Regions from separate parts of the Dromaius novaehollandiae genome. Here region 2 is linked to region 1. The links are chromatin contacts, called in public Hi-C maps. All regions are on one chromosome and are shown on one strand. Each heading gives the region's core, a stretch centred on a gene start, on an enhancer-like site or on the middle of the called end of the contact. The rest is flanking DNA. Distances are from core to core; before and after follow the strand shown.

What was found. A called contact is a pair of places that touch in the nucleus more often than the background predicts.
Region 2: a Hi-C map of liver shows a contact between it and region 1, with 4 times the contacts expected there. The contact joins the promoter of DISP1 here to the promoter of LOC112980095 in region 1. A contact is called at or near these places in 3 of 4 Hi-C or Micro-C datasets (brain, liver and ovary).

The regions. Positions count from the first base shown.
Region 1 is chr3:119,681,524-119,688,942 of bDroNov1.hap1, reverse strand. It overlaps LOC112980095 (calpain-2 catalytic subunit), which reads left to right and starts at 5,326. Exons shown (of 21, transcript XM_064509963.1): 1 at 5,326-5,624; 2 at 5,841-5,910. The coding sequence starts at 5,388. LOC135327957 (a long non-coding RNA gene) reads left to right here and starts at 2,929. Exons shown (of 3, transcript XR_010388637.1): 1 at 2,929-3,184; 2 at 3,340-3,518; 3 at 4,843-4,947. It overlaps LOC112980111 (calpain-8), which reads right to left and starts at 2,744. Exons shown (of 21, transcript XM_064509964.1): 1 at 2,360-2,744; 2 at 442-511. The coding sequence starts at 2,596.
Region 2 is chr3:119,972,493-119,979,889 of bDroNov1.hap1, reverse strand. DISP1 (dispatched RND transporter family member 1) reads left to right here and starts at 4,627. Exons shown (of 8, transcript XM_064509976.1): 1 at 4,627-4,782.

The DNA.
Region 1 (7,419 bases), core at 4,077-6,576:
CCCAGTGTCCTCTATCCCGAGTCTGGGAGCTGCTCTGTGGGGCCGAGTGCGGGCTCTCACCGTGGGGCACGTGCCCTGATGGTGCTGCTGCTGTCCCCCTCTTTCATAAGTGGAGAGAAAAAAGCAATCCAGCTTTCCACCCCAGACAGGGATAACCAGGTGCCCACCTCCAGGAGACCATTCAGGGAATCTCAGCTTTGACACAGCTCTTACAAGCCTCTATATGCCCCATCTCACCATCGATGTGCAGGTTGCACAAATACCACTCTTGTTTCCCAGCACTCTCCATATTATCTCATGGAGAGCCTGGGTGCCTGGTTTGGGACCTCAAAGTCCTTAGCCTGCCTGTAGGGTAGCTGAGAGGATGTGGTATATGAGGAATTTTTAAATTAAGCTTTCTTTTTCTTCTTCCGAAATAAAACCCAGAATTTGTCTACTTACCCAGGGCTCCCTGGCAGATGTCTGTCCGAGTAGCTCCTCCAACTATAAACTGGGGGTTGGTGCATAGCTCCTGAAAAAAAACATTTTGAAAGTACATGTCACCCTTCCTGTTCTGAAAAGTTCCCATTTCTGGTTCATTGTTCAATGTGAAGTTCAAAAAATATTAAACATTTCCAATATTCCTTAAAAATACATATTTCCTCCTTTCTCTGATGAACCAGTCATCATGGCAACATTGCACCATTGAATCAAAAACTGCACCTACTGCGGGGTGGTGAGCCAAATCCTGAAGCGCTGTGTTACTTGCGGCTGTCAGTGATGTTAGTGAGAAGTTTTGCAGGGATGAGGACAGAGGGAAAACCCAACTTTGGAGTTCAGATTGGATTTTCTCTTGCCGTGCTTTGGGCTCGGGTAGCACAGCTGAGTTTGTGGCAGTCATTCCTGGCTCTTGTGCACCGTTGCGTTTCCACTGCCACCGCAGTGGTGGGGCTCTCCCACCCCAACAGCTTCGCTCATATTAGTGGCTCCCCTGTCCTTCCCAGCCCTTTGGGGTCAGCCAAGCAGGTTAGGTTAATGGCTCTCCTTCTCCCAGCTCTGGACAGTTTATCACAGAGCTCGGCCGTCCTGGTGGACAGGAGACCGGAGGAGGTTGCCACCCAGAAGAGCTGATGTGGGTTTCTTCCCCACCTTCCGAGCTGGCGACCTGCTGCAGCGCCCGACGGCAGTCAGCAGCATACGGCACTATGTACATTACTCATGGAGACACCTGTCTCTTCTGAGCCACTGCCAAGTGCCACGTAGGCAGCCTTCGGAAGGGCACTTTCTACCTTTTCTCCTTTTAGAAACCGCTGTCAAAGCCAGAATATAGTGATGGAAGAGCAGCCGTCACTCGCTGCACCGCAGCAATCACAACCCAGAGTGAGACGCCCCAGTCCCCATCACCCGGTGGGCACCGCTGCTTGTTTCGGGTGCCGGCGGTAAGCGAGCAATGACCCCACCAGCCTGGGGGCCCAGGCAGGGGCTGGAGCTGGAAACCTGCCAGCCGGCTGGAAAAGTCCAGGGAATGAGCCCGGCTCCCTGGGCTGTCCCCTCCGGCAGGGCCTAGCTGGTGGGTCTCGACGCTTGGAGGGCGAGAGATGACGGTGCTCCTGGCTTATGGGGTCCCGGGCAGACCCTTCAAATTTTCTCTCTTTCTCTCTTTCTCCTTCCCCTGCCCTGATCTGAGGACGGGAAGTTGTTGTGGGTTTCTTTTTCTTCCTCCCTCCCCCTTTTTTCATTTTTTTTCTTCTTGATATTGCAGGGAGGGACAAAACAAGGAGAAATGAAATACGGACAAAAACAAGCGACGGGAAAATGAAAGCCCAGAAAAATAGTGAGGCCCTTACCTTGTGTTTAAAAAAAAAAAAAAAAAGAAACACTCAGCATCTAATCCTTTCCGATGAAAATCGCTATTTTAAATGGGTGGCTATTTATAGGAGATATGCATTTGGGTAACGACCATTCCAGGCGGTTGTTCTTTAATGCTATAGGCAGCTTGAAGTGATGCAGCAGGTTTTGCACAGAGGCAGAGGCAGGTCGGGAGGGACGTGGCACGGGGGCTGTGGTGCCTGGGGGAGCCCTGCCTGGAAACCCTCAGGGATTTTTGCGCGCATCTCCGTGTTTTAGCATGGCTTTCCAGCTGGGTCGGGAAGCTTTGGAAGGAAGGAAGGAAGGAAGCAGATCTCGTGAAGCAACAGGCGTCCTTGCTTTAGGAGGGATTTCGGAAAGGTTGAACCTTGCTGCAGCTAGCAACCAGGGAGGTAGAGAAAGAAGAAGAAACACAAAGGAATAGCAGATATGCAGGATCGGCACTGGTTTAGGATGGTGGCTGTGACTAGACCTGGCTCTAGCGAGACACGCGGCGACAACGCACGCTTACCGCGGGGCGCTTCCAGGTGATCCCCTGGGTTTTGGAGGAGTAGGGCCCCAGGTCGGCGTAGCCCAGCGCGGAGGGGCAGGCCGGGAACTCGTCGTCCTTGAAGAGCGCGCCGGCCTGCAGGCACCGCTGCTTCAGGGCCTCGTAGTCCTGGCTGAGGTAGCGGGTGGCGTTGCCGCGGGAGCCCAGCCCGCCCGCCGCCGCCCGCTCCTGGCACAGCCGCGCCGCGGCACCCGCCATGCCTGGCCGCTCCGGCCGCGCCCGGCACGGGGCGGATATATGCGGATATATGCCGGCCGGGGTGGAGCGAGGGCGGCCCGGCACGCAAGCACGTGTTTGCTTACAAGCTCAGAGACTGCTCATCCTGCTGCTGCCTCCGGCCTTGGCGGTGGGGCTTCCCCGGCGGAGCTCGCCCCGTGCCCGGCTGAGGGCTGGGGAGGCCATGGCGGTGCTCGCGGAGAGCGCGTGATGGCTGCCCCTTCCTCGGGCAGCTGAGGGGGAAGGTGTGGGATGGGGGGGAGAGATCTTGAGGAAAGAAACTCCTGGAGATAAGGAGCCCAAGCAGTGGCTGGCCAGCTCGCTTGGCCGCAAATATTTGAGGAGTGTAAATACAAAGGAGGAAACAGGACGGCTCGGTCTGCTCCGGGGGGGGAGGCTGGGCCAGGGAAGTGTTAGACACATGATCTGAAAATTCACTTAGTAGAGAAATTTCACTGCTGAAAATCGAGCAAAGGAGAGCAATGCCCAGGATTTTGTTTCTCTGTTGCATTTCGGTCCTTCTGCACGTGTTTGTGTCCTGAACCAGAATGAAGAGTTGGATTATAAAAGGTTGGTGGAGCAGTGGTTTTCTTTCCAGAAGGGATTTTTTCCCTGCAAAACGGACCCATTCAGCAGCACCCACCTTCTCCGACGCCGAGGCAGAGCCCTTGTTCCTTTCCCTGCTGGCACCAGCTTCTCACCCTGAGTTTTCCCCTGTTCCCTAGCCAGAGACGAGCTGCTCTTTTGCTGCGATCTGTGCGAGCGGCAGGCTTTGCCGGCGTTATTCGTGGAAAAGCGAGGTGCTTCGGCATTGGAGAGCGCCGTTTTGAGCAAAAAGGTGGTGTTTCCCACCGACTGTTTGGCACCGCTTTGGAAGCACCGGGCCTTGCGCGTCCAGAGCGCGGTAAGTGCGACGCGGGGGAAACGCAATCCAATGGCACTTTTCATAAATTTCAGTAAAACGTGCCACAGCGTGTTGCCCGTCCTGTGTCTTGCGTGGGGGGAATGGCCGAGGACCACCGTGGTCCCTGACGGAGAGCTGGACCTGGTGGCCACCCGGCGTCCCTGCCTCCAGGTCCTGCTCCCAGCGCTGCTGGAGGCAGCATGAGCCACTCCACGTCTAGAAAATGATGCACAAGCACCATCTAGAGGCTATAGAGACGAGGGAAAGGTGGTGACTGTGTAGGTGGCTACAGCGACAGCTGACAGTTATGATATGGGGCAGAAAGGGTGGAGGTTCTCCAAGCCGCTGCCTGGCCCTCATCAAACCTGCTGCTGAAGTTGCGTGGACACACGGAAACAGCAACCGGAAAAATTATAAAAATGGGTCGGATTTCCATTGCTCCTGGGATTTGCATATTTTTGTCTGGCTCTTCCTGTTTTCCATCTCCCCTCTCCCTTTGCTGGAGATAGCAAGGGAGGAGAGAAATGGGGAAGAATGGGATAAACCAGGAAAACGCAGTGCTGGCTCCTGGCCGTGCTGTTGCTGGGGAAGTGGAGCAGCTGCCTAGCAGGAACGATGACTGCTCCTAGACGTCTGTCCATACGGTTATTCTTGCAGAGGATGAAATTTTCCGCCCAAATTTCAGGAAGGGGACGGGGTTCACTGCCGTGTGCTGCAAACTGGTGGATTCCCTCTGGGGAAAACTGTCTGAGATTGGTGGTGGGCCGGTTCTTCTGTTTTACGAAAGCCAGACCATTTTTGGCACCTCAGGAGGAGCAGGGTGACCTGGTGCCCACAAGACCTCAGTCCCTGGCCCCAGGCTGTTCCTGGCCCCAGGGTGTCCCTGCACCGCCTCTATGGCACGTGGGGAAGGCGGCCAAGCAAAGCAAAGCTGTTATATGGCAAAACATGGCCCAGCCCAGCCACGGCAACATTAGAGTGTTTTTTCGTCACGCACACACCTCCTTTGACTTTTTTCTAGGAGATATTGGGACATTAGGCAGGCATTTCTTTGCAATCTCATTTCCCCCCCCCCTTTTATTTATATATATATATATATATATATATATTTGGAAATCTGCCTAATGATAATGGAGCACGATGCAATAAGCAAGCCACTGCCTTGCTGTCCTCTGCTGCAGGGGATGGAGCAGCTCGGGCGGGGACCCGGGTGCTTCTGGCGCCTGTGGTGGTCCCCGTGAGCGTCCCCAGCCCAACTCTGCTCGGGGGCTTGCGGCCAGACCCCCTTCCCTCACGCCAGCGGCTTGCTTGCTTTGGCTTGCAGTTCCCAGTCGGGACGATGATCCGGAGAGATTCTCCGCGCTGAAAGAGCATCATCACCATTCAGTGCGGGAAATGCCTGTTTTTTCTTCCGTAGGTAAGAGTGGGAACTGAGGGGGGAGCTGGGGACTAGAGGGAGGTAGTTAGGAAGAAGGTTTTATTTTTATTTCTTTTATTATTATTATTATTATTATCGGGGGTGGGTAGGGGATTCTCAGTGCAGACATTAACATCGCGCCTGGCCACACGCCAGAACGCAGCGGCGCGGGCGTAGCTGAGCACTGACAGCACTCGTGGCACCTCTGCGGCGGGGGCGGGGAGGGGAGCAGGGCGCGGCCCCCGCCCGCCCCGTGGCGGGGAGGGGGCGGGGCCACGACAGGAGGGGCGGGGGCCGGCAGCCAAGGGGGCGGGGGCACGGCAGGAGGGGCGGGGCCGGCAGCCAGAGGGGCGGGGCCGGCAGCCAGAGGGGCGGGGCCTCGGCGAAGAGGGGCGGGGTCTGTCCGAGCCGGGCGAGGGCGGCGGCGGCGGCGGCGTCGGGGGGCGGCGGCCATGGCGGGGATGGCGGCGGCGGTGGCGAAGCAGCGCGCGGCGGCGGGGGGCGCGGGGGCGCACGGCCGCGCCGCCGCCTTCCTGGGCCAGGACTTCGCGGCGCTGCGGCGGGAGTGCCTGCAGGCCGGGCGGCTCTTCGAGGACCCCTGCTTCCCCGCCGTCGCCGCCGCCCTGGGCTTCAAGGAGCTGGGGCCGGGCTCCGGCAAGGCGCGCGGCGTCGTGTGGCGCAGACCCACGGTAGGGAACGCGTGCCCCCCCCCCCCACCGCCCCGTCCCCCCCCCCAACGGCTGCGCCGGGGCGGGGCGTCCTGAGGGAGCGGCCGTTAACGGCTGCGGGCCTCGTGCGGAGCGGCCGTTGGTCGCCGGCCCCCGGCGCTGCGGCTCTGCGGCGTCGCCGTCGCCGTGAAGCCGGCTGGCGTAGGTCCGTCGACGCGTGGCTTGTCTCGTCCCCAGGAGCTGTGTGCCGAGCCCCGGTTCGTGGCTGGCGGAGCCACCCGCACTGACATCTGCCAAGGAGCCCTAGGTGAGCGGGAGGCGATGCGCCAGGCAGGGCACCGGAGTGCCCAGCTGCTCTGCCGCCTGGCGTGTGCTTTGCTGTAACCCACTCTAACTGCATCCTCTCACATCTCGTCTGCTCTCTCTGATTTGACCTTGCTCGCCTTCCCCTCCGAGCTGCAGACGGGGACCACGTCCGCTCCTCCTCTGCGTACAGCAAGGCCGCAGTGAGTGCTGGCGGCACGTGCCCATCTTCTGATCGGTGCCGGCTCCTGTCGCGCATGCCTCACCTCAGCATCCACCTGCCTGACAGCAGCACGCAAAGCAGTGTCACTAATTCCTGCCATTAATAGTCTGCCTAGGAGAACAATTATGTGTATTTCATGGCATTTCTTTTTTTAATTTTGTTTTTTGCCCTGCGGAACAGAGTTCTGTGAAGCAGGCAGGATCCCCTGCAACCTGTAATGATGCAGTACAGAGAAAACAAGTTACAAAAAGAGATGCCATAGTGCTGATCAGCTCTCAAGCAAAATTAAGCTGGTGGGTTTTTTTTTTTTGGGGGGGGGGGGGGGGGCATGCATTCACGTACCTGCATGTGAGCCCTTTGCTTTTGATGTGCCTTCCACTGAGTTTGTGCAAGGGCAGCTCCCAGAGCCGGTCGCTCCGGTGGAGCCCTGGGAGCCCAAGGGATGGCCACTCCCAGAGTGGGAGCGAGAAGGGACTCACTAACCTGGTTCTGCATGCACTGCTGTTTCAATCTCTAAGGATTTCTCCTGCCTTGCCTACCAGGAGTTTGAGTACCTCTGTGCCTCTCTTCCCACACGCCAGCATAGAGGCTGACAAAGACAAGAAGTATGGACATGTGAGAGGAAAGAAGCTAAGGAGGAAACAGCGAGTCTGGTAGTTATTACGTGACTATCCACAGAGAAAGTTTTCAGGGTTTTAGGACTGACAGTGCAGCTGAGGAAAATTTCGCCGTCTGTGTAGGGAAGCATGACTAATATGCCGTTTCTTTCCACTGTTATGCTTTCTCAGTGGAATTGGCAAGAGTGAAGTCCATGGATCTGTTTGCTTTCTGTCAGCATAATAGTAGTGATATTGCTGCTTATTAATTTCTAGTTCTGCTGCTGCTATTTGCATTTTATTGTACAAAAATATAGCAGGTAGGAAAGCTCATTTCAGATGTTTTGTACTTACAACAGTTCTTTCAGAAGTTATCCTGGTTGGTACTTTAACAGTAAGACACAACTGGTGTAAAAAAGCCCTGAAAATCAAAATACCTTAGATTGTGAATTTAATTCTCCCTGTGCCCCAGTATTATCTGTGCCGTGGAGTAGGCTGCATTGTGTATGTTGTGAAGTCCTTGGCGTGTTGCTTGCATTACCCTTTCAGAAGAAAGAGCTAGGAGCTTTCAGTTGGTCAGCTTCCTTCACGCGTTCTCTCTCTGCCCAATATCTTGTCTCCAATGACAAATGCTTTGGCATAATACGTGTTCCAGTGCTTGATACTTGTGCTGGATATCTTTCCTCTTGTTTTT
Region 2 (7,397 bases), core at 3,378-5,877, 290 kb before region 1:
CCATTGCTTGCAGAGTTGCTCACCTTGGCTTCCTCCTGATTTCATAAGGGAAGCTGAACAAAGGTGGCTCGCAGTCAGCCCTTTCTGCCTGAGTAGCACACACAAGAGGCTCCGGTCTCACTCTATTCAGCTTCCCTTCTTTGCTGCTTCTAGTTTGTACCTGATGACACCTATGTTGGGAAGTTGGGAGTAAGAGTGAGAAAAAGGAAACTGGTGATGGAGTTCTGGAGGGAATCTTTAGCAGGTCACCCAGCTGTGAAACTGGTACGACAAGTCAGGTGGGTTCCACTTGTGGAAAATTAAAATAGGGTTGTTTGCTTTACTCCTTTTTGGAAAGTAACTGAAAGGAGCTGCATCTCCTCCTGTGACATTATTTCCTCTTATTTTCTTTGTTATCCCTGAATAATCATGACTGTATGCAAGTTACTCGTGATACTTGAAGAACAAACCCTTCGGGCCGCTACCCTAACTCCTTGTTTTTGTCTCCCCGAGGCTTGAGGTTGCAGTGTTGGCAGCAGATTCCTGCTGCTGATGTCTTTAGCATCTTGTCTGATGTGGCAGCAGTCTATATGTGCCTCCAGAAAGGCAGCTGAGCTGTTGCGCATTTGTGCTGTTCCTGTGCTCCAGCAGCTCTAATTGGGGATTGAGTCTCGTTTTGCCAGGTGCTGCAGAAATAAGAAGTAAAAGATGGCCTTTACCAGTGAGAAATGACTTTTGGTTGACAATAGATGGTAACAGTTACGCACAGTAAATGAGTGGATAGTGCTCATGCCTTCTCATGAGCTGGCAAGGACAAAGCAGCTATGAAAAAGGCAGCTGAGTCTTCAGTAGAACCTGGCTTCCTCACTCTCCATGAGTTCAAAACACCAGTAACCTGGCTGCCTTAGGACTCAAGAAGTCTTCAACAGCTTAAGGTATGCTGTTGGCAAAAAGAAGGAAAAGGAAACTCCAGATCCCACTTGGTGTCCTTGTGGTCTTGCTAATCCAGTACTGTTTAAAACATCTATCCTGCAGCACATCTAGCTGTTCTTTTGTCACACCTACAGTGATGGGTTGTAATATGACGTTGTACAAAGTCCATGCTAAATGCTTTGACAAAAACATGTATATTCTGAAATGAAATCGTATTTACTGTGGTGTTACTAAAGCGCTAAATAAACAGGCAGACTCAGAAGGCTGGCAGAATGTGGGCGGCTGGATAAATGAGCTTTGATGCTAATGTCAGTCAATGCTAATTCCTATCCTTTGAAGAAAGTGTGATAAACACAGCTGCCAGAAATGTGATCTGAAATTATTCTAATTAAATTAAATTCTCACTGGAATGAGAGTAACTAAGCACCTTGCCTTATTTTCTTTTTAACTAGACTAATTCAGATAGTAAAGACTTTCAGATTCTTTCATGACTAGGTGGGAGTGTAATTATTTTCAGTTTTGTTTTTCTCAAGGATCAAAGTATGCACAGAACTATTGTATGAAATTCTGTCTTCATAGTCCTTTTATTTGTTACATACAGAATTTGTATCTTAATTTATAACCTGTAATAAGTCCCTCATGTTCTTATCTTAGGTAACTTTATGTATTTAATAGTAAAGCCAGACAAAGATATTTTCAATGGTCATGAACTATTTAGCTGCTGATCATGGATGAGGATGAGAACCAGAAGTCACTGTAAAGAAAGACATCAAGGGAGAAAAGATAAGAAGCTGAAGACAGACAGCCTCTGGATAATCCCTCATTTTTTGTCTCCTCTGTGTACCAAAAGCCACCCAATTCCTTTTCCTTAGAGGAGCTGAAAGATCTGTCACTCCTAGCTTTGCAGTAAATTTTGAGTGGGCTTTGACCTTTGTGGCCATTTCCTTTTGGGAGCGCTGAAAATGAAGTTGGATGATAGGTTATTTCAGTACATTTCTTTTTTTTTTTTTTTTTTTTTTTTTTTTGCAACTGCTACTTTTTGAAGTAGTCTATTTAGCCACCCTGAACGGTGCAGCTAGAAGTAAATAGTGATATTTACATTTGATTTGCGAGTGTGATTGATTTTAAATAATGTAAGAGAGATCAGTGTCAGAAATCAATGCCATAAAATAAAAATATGGATAGATATATCTCCAAGTTTTATACATAGGCGTATTTTATTAATTTACAGTGATAAGTTTTATTAATGAAATCTATCAATTTCCAAAATGTTTGAATTATAGCAAATTGATCTGACGAGGAGCAATTCTATCAGTCGCAACGTCTTTTCCACATGTGAACACTAGATGGCACTGGAAGACAGGAGCGATGTAGTTAAAATCGCGAGGTGTTTTAAATTTCTCGAGGTTCATGTAATTCGGTGGAGGATCACTGAAGCAAAACTGATATTCTGTAGATATATTTTGTGAAAAAAAGGGAAAACATCACAGAATCACAGAAACTATACTACATGACTCAGCAGTCGCTCAAACCTATAGAAGAAATGAGGATGATTTGAGATTAAAGGGCAGAATATGATGGTAAACGTGTCCCATGCCCTGTCCGGGGCTGCCGCTGGACCTGCCTGCGGAGGACGAGGCCGGTCGCCCCTGGGACAAGGCAGGAGCTGGGGTGGGAATCGGTGTCTCTGACTCAGGCTGCAAACCATGATGCACAGACAACCCAGAAGGTTTCCAATACTTCAGCCTGCTCTTAAAGGGCCAATTATCCTTAATGAGGTAAAAACGTAACAGCCTGTCATGTGCAAGGGATGACTGCAGATTATTTGATGTTTTATTCTGGTCTTAAAAATTAGGAATACATAGTTTTATTTAAAATGTAAAAGCAAGCCCTCAGGAGTTAGGAAATTCCAGGTCTATGAGTAACAATGCAACTGTATTTCAGCCTATTCTGTGCATTACCTGAGGCAGAGATCCTTTGGGACAAAATGGTATGTGTCCATGTAATTAAAAACGGTAGCATAAAGCACACGCACAAGACAGCACAGCTATGGCTGTAGCAAGCCTATCCTAGCATTTTGGCACTTGACTTACCCATCTAGACAATATTCTTTTCTATATGTGATTTTATATACAACATTTAATTAAAAAAAAAAAAAGATCAAGTACAATGCCATATATACACCATGACACTGCAGCCCACATTGTGCAGGCCAGAGAAAGGGCCCTTGGAGCATGTGTCACATCTGGAAAGAAACCGTCCTGGACTCGCTGTGGCCCGTGTTGGGCCACCGCTGGGTTTGGCTGCGGGAGTCAGATATGAGATGGACCTAGGCTAATTGTGGCTCTTTTTCTTCATGCTGTTCTTGACATTTCTGCCGTATCGCCTCTCTCACCGTGGCGTGAAAAGTCCTCTGAGACTACCTAAAGTTACAGCATGATCGCTGGGATAGCTGGGACAAGAGCCTAATTCCTTTAGTTAGAATTTCTCTATTACGTTACAGATTTTCAGCTGGTAAAATTATGCTCATTTTCTTTTCCTTACTACACTATTACTATTACGATTATTTTCAGACAATCTTATGCTGAAAAGAACCATTTTAACCCCAGATACGACTTTTCTTCTGGTGAGATCTCTGCTTATATCTGCTCAGAAGTGTGAATATCAAACTGCCACTGAAATGCTTGCTCTTGGGAGAGCGCTAGAAAACATCCATTCACATGTTTTCTGTGGGTTAGATAATTGCACCTTTTCTCTTTCTAGCATCTCAAAACACACACTGATCATATTTTCACATTTATATTAGCCACTTAGGGAAACCCTTGCTTCAGCCTCTCATCGCAGAATCCCATTCCAGACCTCTGCTCTTGTAGATATTAGGTGATGATCTCGCTGAATTGTGGCATATGTTTTATTGCAATTGCTACTAATCTGAAATGACTGAAAGTGTCAGTTATGTGCCTGATACTACTTGCTTTCCTTTCGTTTTGCAAGATTTGGTTTGTATTGCAAGTAACCACAGCTGGATGTTTAACACAGAAAATTACAGTGATTGCTACTCCTGGCTTATTCTCTTACCCACCTACTGCTATTTTAGATGGCAGAAAAAAAGTGAAAAATGGCAATTTTACTTCCACTACCTGTGGGTTAAAGCCCTGCAGCAGCTTGTTTCCAGCAGGGCTGGGCACAGCCCTGCTAACAAGACCCCCCTCAGGACCAGCCCTACCGGAGGCTGTGAAAGCCCACGCCCACCCCGGGCTTCTCCTCGCTCCTAGCGCTCCACCAAGTCGCCCAGCAAGTGCTGAAATTAGATTTATTTATTGACTTCACAGTAAAAGAGAAAGCTACAGAGAACACGAGCTGGAAATCAATCGAGGGGTACCCCACACCGACCAAACCCCACAGGGCACAAGAAATGGCCGACAGGGAAGCAGGTGAAGGAGGATGGACATTGCAGGGCCTTCACCTCCTGTGTCCAGGGCCTGCGGGTGCCCGGAGCACCTGTGGGTGCCCTCAACACTCCTCCCACACCTTCCTCACACCACCTCTACCGCCCCCCAGGGCTTGGTCTCAAGAAGCGGCTCAGAACCGGACCGGACCGGACCGGACCGGACCGGACCGGACCTGGGCTGCCTCGAGAGCGAGCCACGCTCAAGATGGCGGGAGGCAGCCACCAGCCCTAGCGCCGCGCTCAAGATGGCCCCTGTCCCCGCCCCTTTTCCCGCCCCCGGCGGCGGCGACTTCCGGAGGGTGAGGGCGTCCGTCCCATGGTAACTGCGCCACGGTGGAGACGCCGCGGGGGCCGCTCGCTTCCTGCCGCCCGCGCCGCAACAACGGAGCCCGCGGGAGCCGCCGCCGCGCCGCGGCCAGGTACGTGGCGGCGCCGCCGGGCGGTGCGGGGGGGCCCGCGGCGGCTGGGCGCGCGGCGGCACTGAGGTGCGCGGCCGCCGGCAACGGCCGCGCCGCCGGTAACGGTCGCGCCGGGGCTGGCCGGGCGGCGCGGCTGGGGCCGGGCCGCGCTCTGCCAGCCGGCGCCGTCTGTTCTCCGCGGCAGCCGCGCTGCCGGCCCGCCCGGGGCGCAGGTCTGGGTGCGGGCGGCGGGTGCGTTACCGGTGCGCGGGGCGCGGGGGTCGCGCTGGGGCGGCGGGGGCCGTTGCCGTGTGCGAGGCGGCGGGCAGCCAGCGGTGCCCTCTCTGCTGCTGGGCCTCGTTGTAAAAACTTGCGGAAAAGTGGGTTTTTGCATCGACTTCTGAATTCTGGCGTGGATTTCGGGGGGAGTTGGGGCCTCGTTAAAAGGTGTTCAGGCATCCAGTTTGTGGTGTTCGCCGTGAACCTGAAGGGCACCGGGAGGCCGGTCGTATCTCACGGTTTTGGTTGTCTTTGTTCCGACGCCGCTCATGGTGCCGTAGCTTGTTTTCAGGAGCAAAGAGTGCGTGCGAGCTGCGGGGCTGCAGGCAGTAGTTTCTGAAGGGCACTGCTGTGGCCCCCTTTGTCTTGGGAAATTAGGATGTAGTAACCCCTGACTTCTGTCCGTGCAAAAAGCGTGAGCTGTTTAAGTATTGCTTCCGACAGTGGTGGCAAATACTGTCGGTGTAATAGAGAAACTGTTAAGGCAGGGGTTTGTCCAGGGAGATGTGCATTGAGTGCTGTCCAAGCCCCTTTATGGCAACTTGTAACTTGCACTGGAGCCAGGGACTGTTACCAGTGGTGGCACCTGCAACCATTGCACCTACTCATTGTTGTACCCTGCTCGCAAAATCCTTTACCCTCTGTGTAAAGGACAACTCACCTGCCAATTTCTCATCCCATCTTCCTCCTAGCAGAGGAGGAGAGGGTATTGGAATTTGAGTTGCTTGAGAGCACTTCTGCGAGAAAGGTGGAGGACCTTCCATCGGTTCTCAGCCTATGGACAGGATGGAAAAACAAAGCTTTGCAAAATGGTTGCTTGTTTGAACTGAACATAGTGAAATAAGGGCTGATATCCTTTTGAGGAGAGGGATGAAGAGCTATAGTTACTTTGTGTACCTGTCTGTAGGTTGTGTGTATTTTAAAGCAACTGAAGTTGTCTGATCAGAGTTCCTAACTAGCTCATAAAATAACAGTTAGTGTTAACTTCTGGCTTTGACAAGCAGACCAAAAAAGCCCCCAGTACAAACCTGTAAAATGGTAATGAACACTTAGTATAAGGCATCTGAATTGTCAATGGGCTTATAAATATATGTGCTCAGATTTAAGTGTTGACAGGTAGAATTGCAGGGAAAATAGGTGCAAGAAAACAGTTGGGATGGATAGGTCTCTTTAGTTAATGTGAAAGTCCCCTGCAGAAAAAAGTTAGTACGTTATTAATTGGTGTGAGGCGTTGTAGTATACTGTATGTAAACATATATATATCACCTAGAAACCTACCTTAAGTCAGAGCTTCCCTGTGCCAGTCTATGAGGTAATGATAGTGTTAGACTAGTTTCTGTCCCAAAAAGCATCTATTCAGCATAGGCTTAAGGCAAGGTGGATGACAAAGCAGAATAATATCTGAGCAGGGTAGGATCACTTGCTGATAGCTTATTAGTCTCAGAATCTTTTTGTTTTGGAGGAGGGTGGGGTTGGTTCCCCTTGAGATGGGCTTCTTTAACTGGACAAAGGGACAAGAGATGTTAGAGCAGGGGCCATGTGAGCCTGAAGCAAACATCCTAACATCCTGTAGTGATGGAGATGGAAAAGGTCAAGTGTGGAACAGCCAAGTAGAGCAAAAATGCTTGGAGTGGGGAAACATATATAAAGACTTACAATATTTATAGGCTTTTGCTGCAGATACCTAAGTTTGTAATCACTGAGTTGTTGAACATAACAAATAAGTTACATTCATAACCACAAAAAGGAAAATGTAAAATAAATGTAACTTGTACTTCTCTCAGTTCTTCAGTAGCTTCTAGGAACAGCACTTAGCATTGGGATGCTCTTGTGCTAGTTGCTGAGATACAAATTAAGCCTAAACAACAACAACAAAAAAACCCCCAAACAACTCTTGCAGCTTTTGTAGTAACTATCTTTAAACTGCAAACTTTATAACAAAACCCCCACCCTTTACTACCTGGAATATACATAGTTTCGGCATTAGGTACCTTGGAAGTCATTAAATAAAAAGGAAAATCAAATTCTGCCAGAACATTTGTTTGCTTCATTACAGCAAAGTAAGTAATATCATATAATAATATAACAGCCTAGTTTGAGGACACAGTTATTTTGAGATTAAAGATTAAATGTGTACATCAGTTAAAAGCAGATGGATGTTGAAACTAGCACCTAGTACTACAGTGATGTAAAATATTAAAGGCTGCAGTAGGATTTGAGTCTCTATAGCATTACAAAGGAGTTTTTTGCCTGTTTGGGTAGTATTGTCTCTGTGTAGAGACTAAAATGCAGACATTGGGTTTTTCATTTAGATCTGCAGGCACTGAGTTTGTGTTGATTTTTGTTGATCTGCTTTT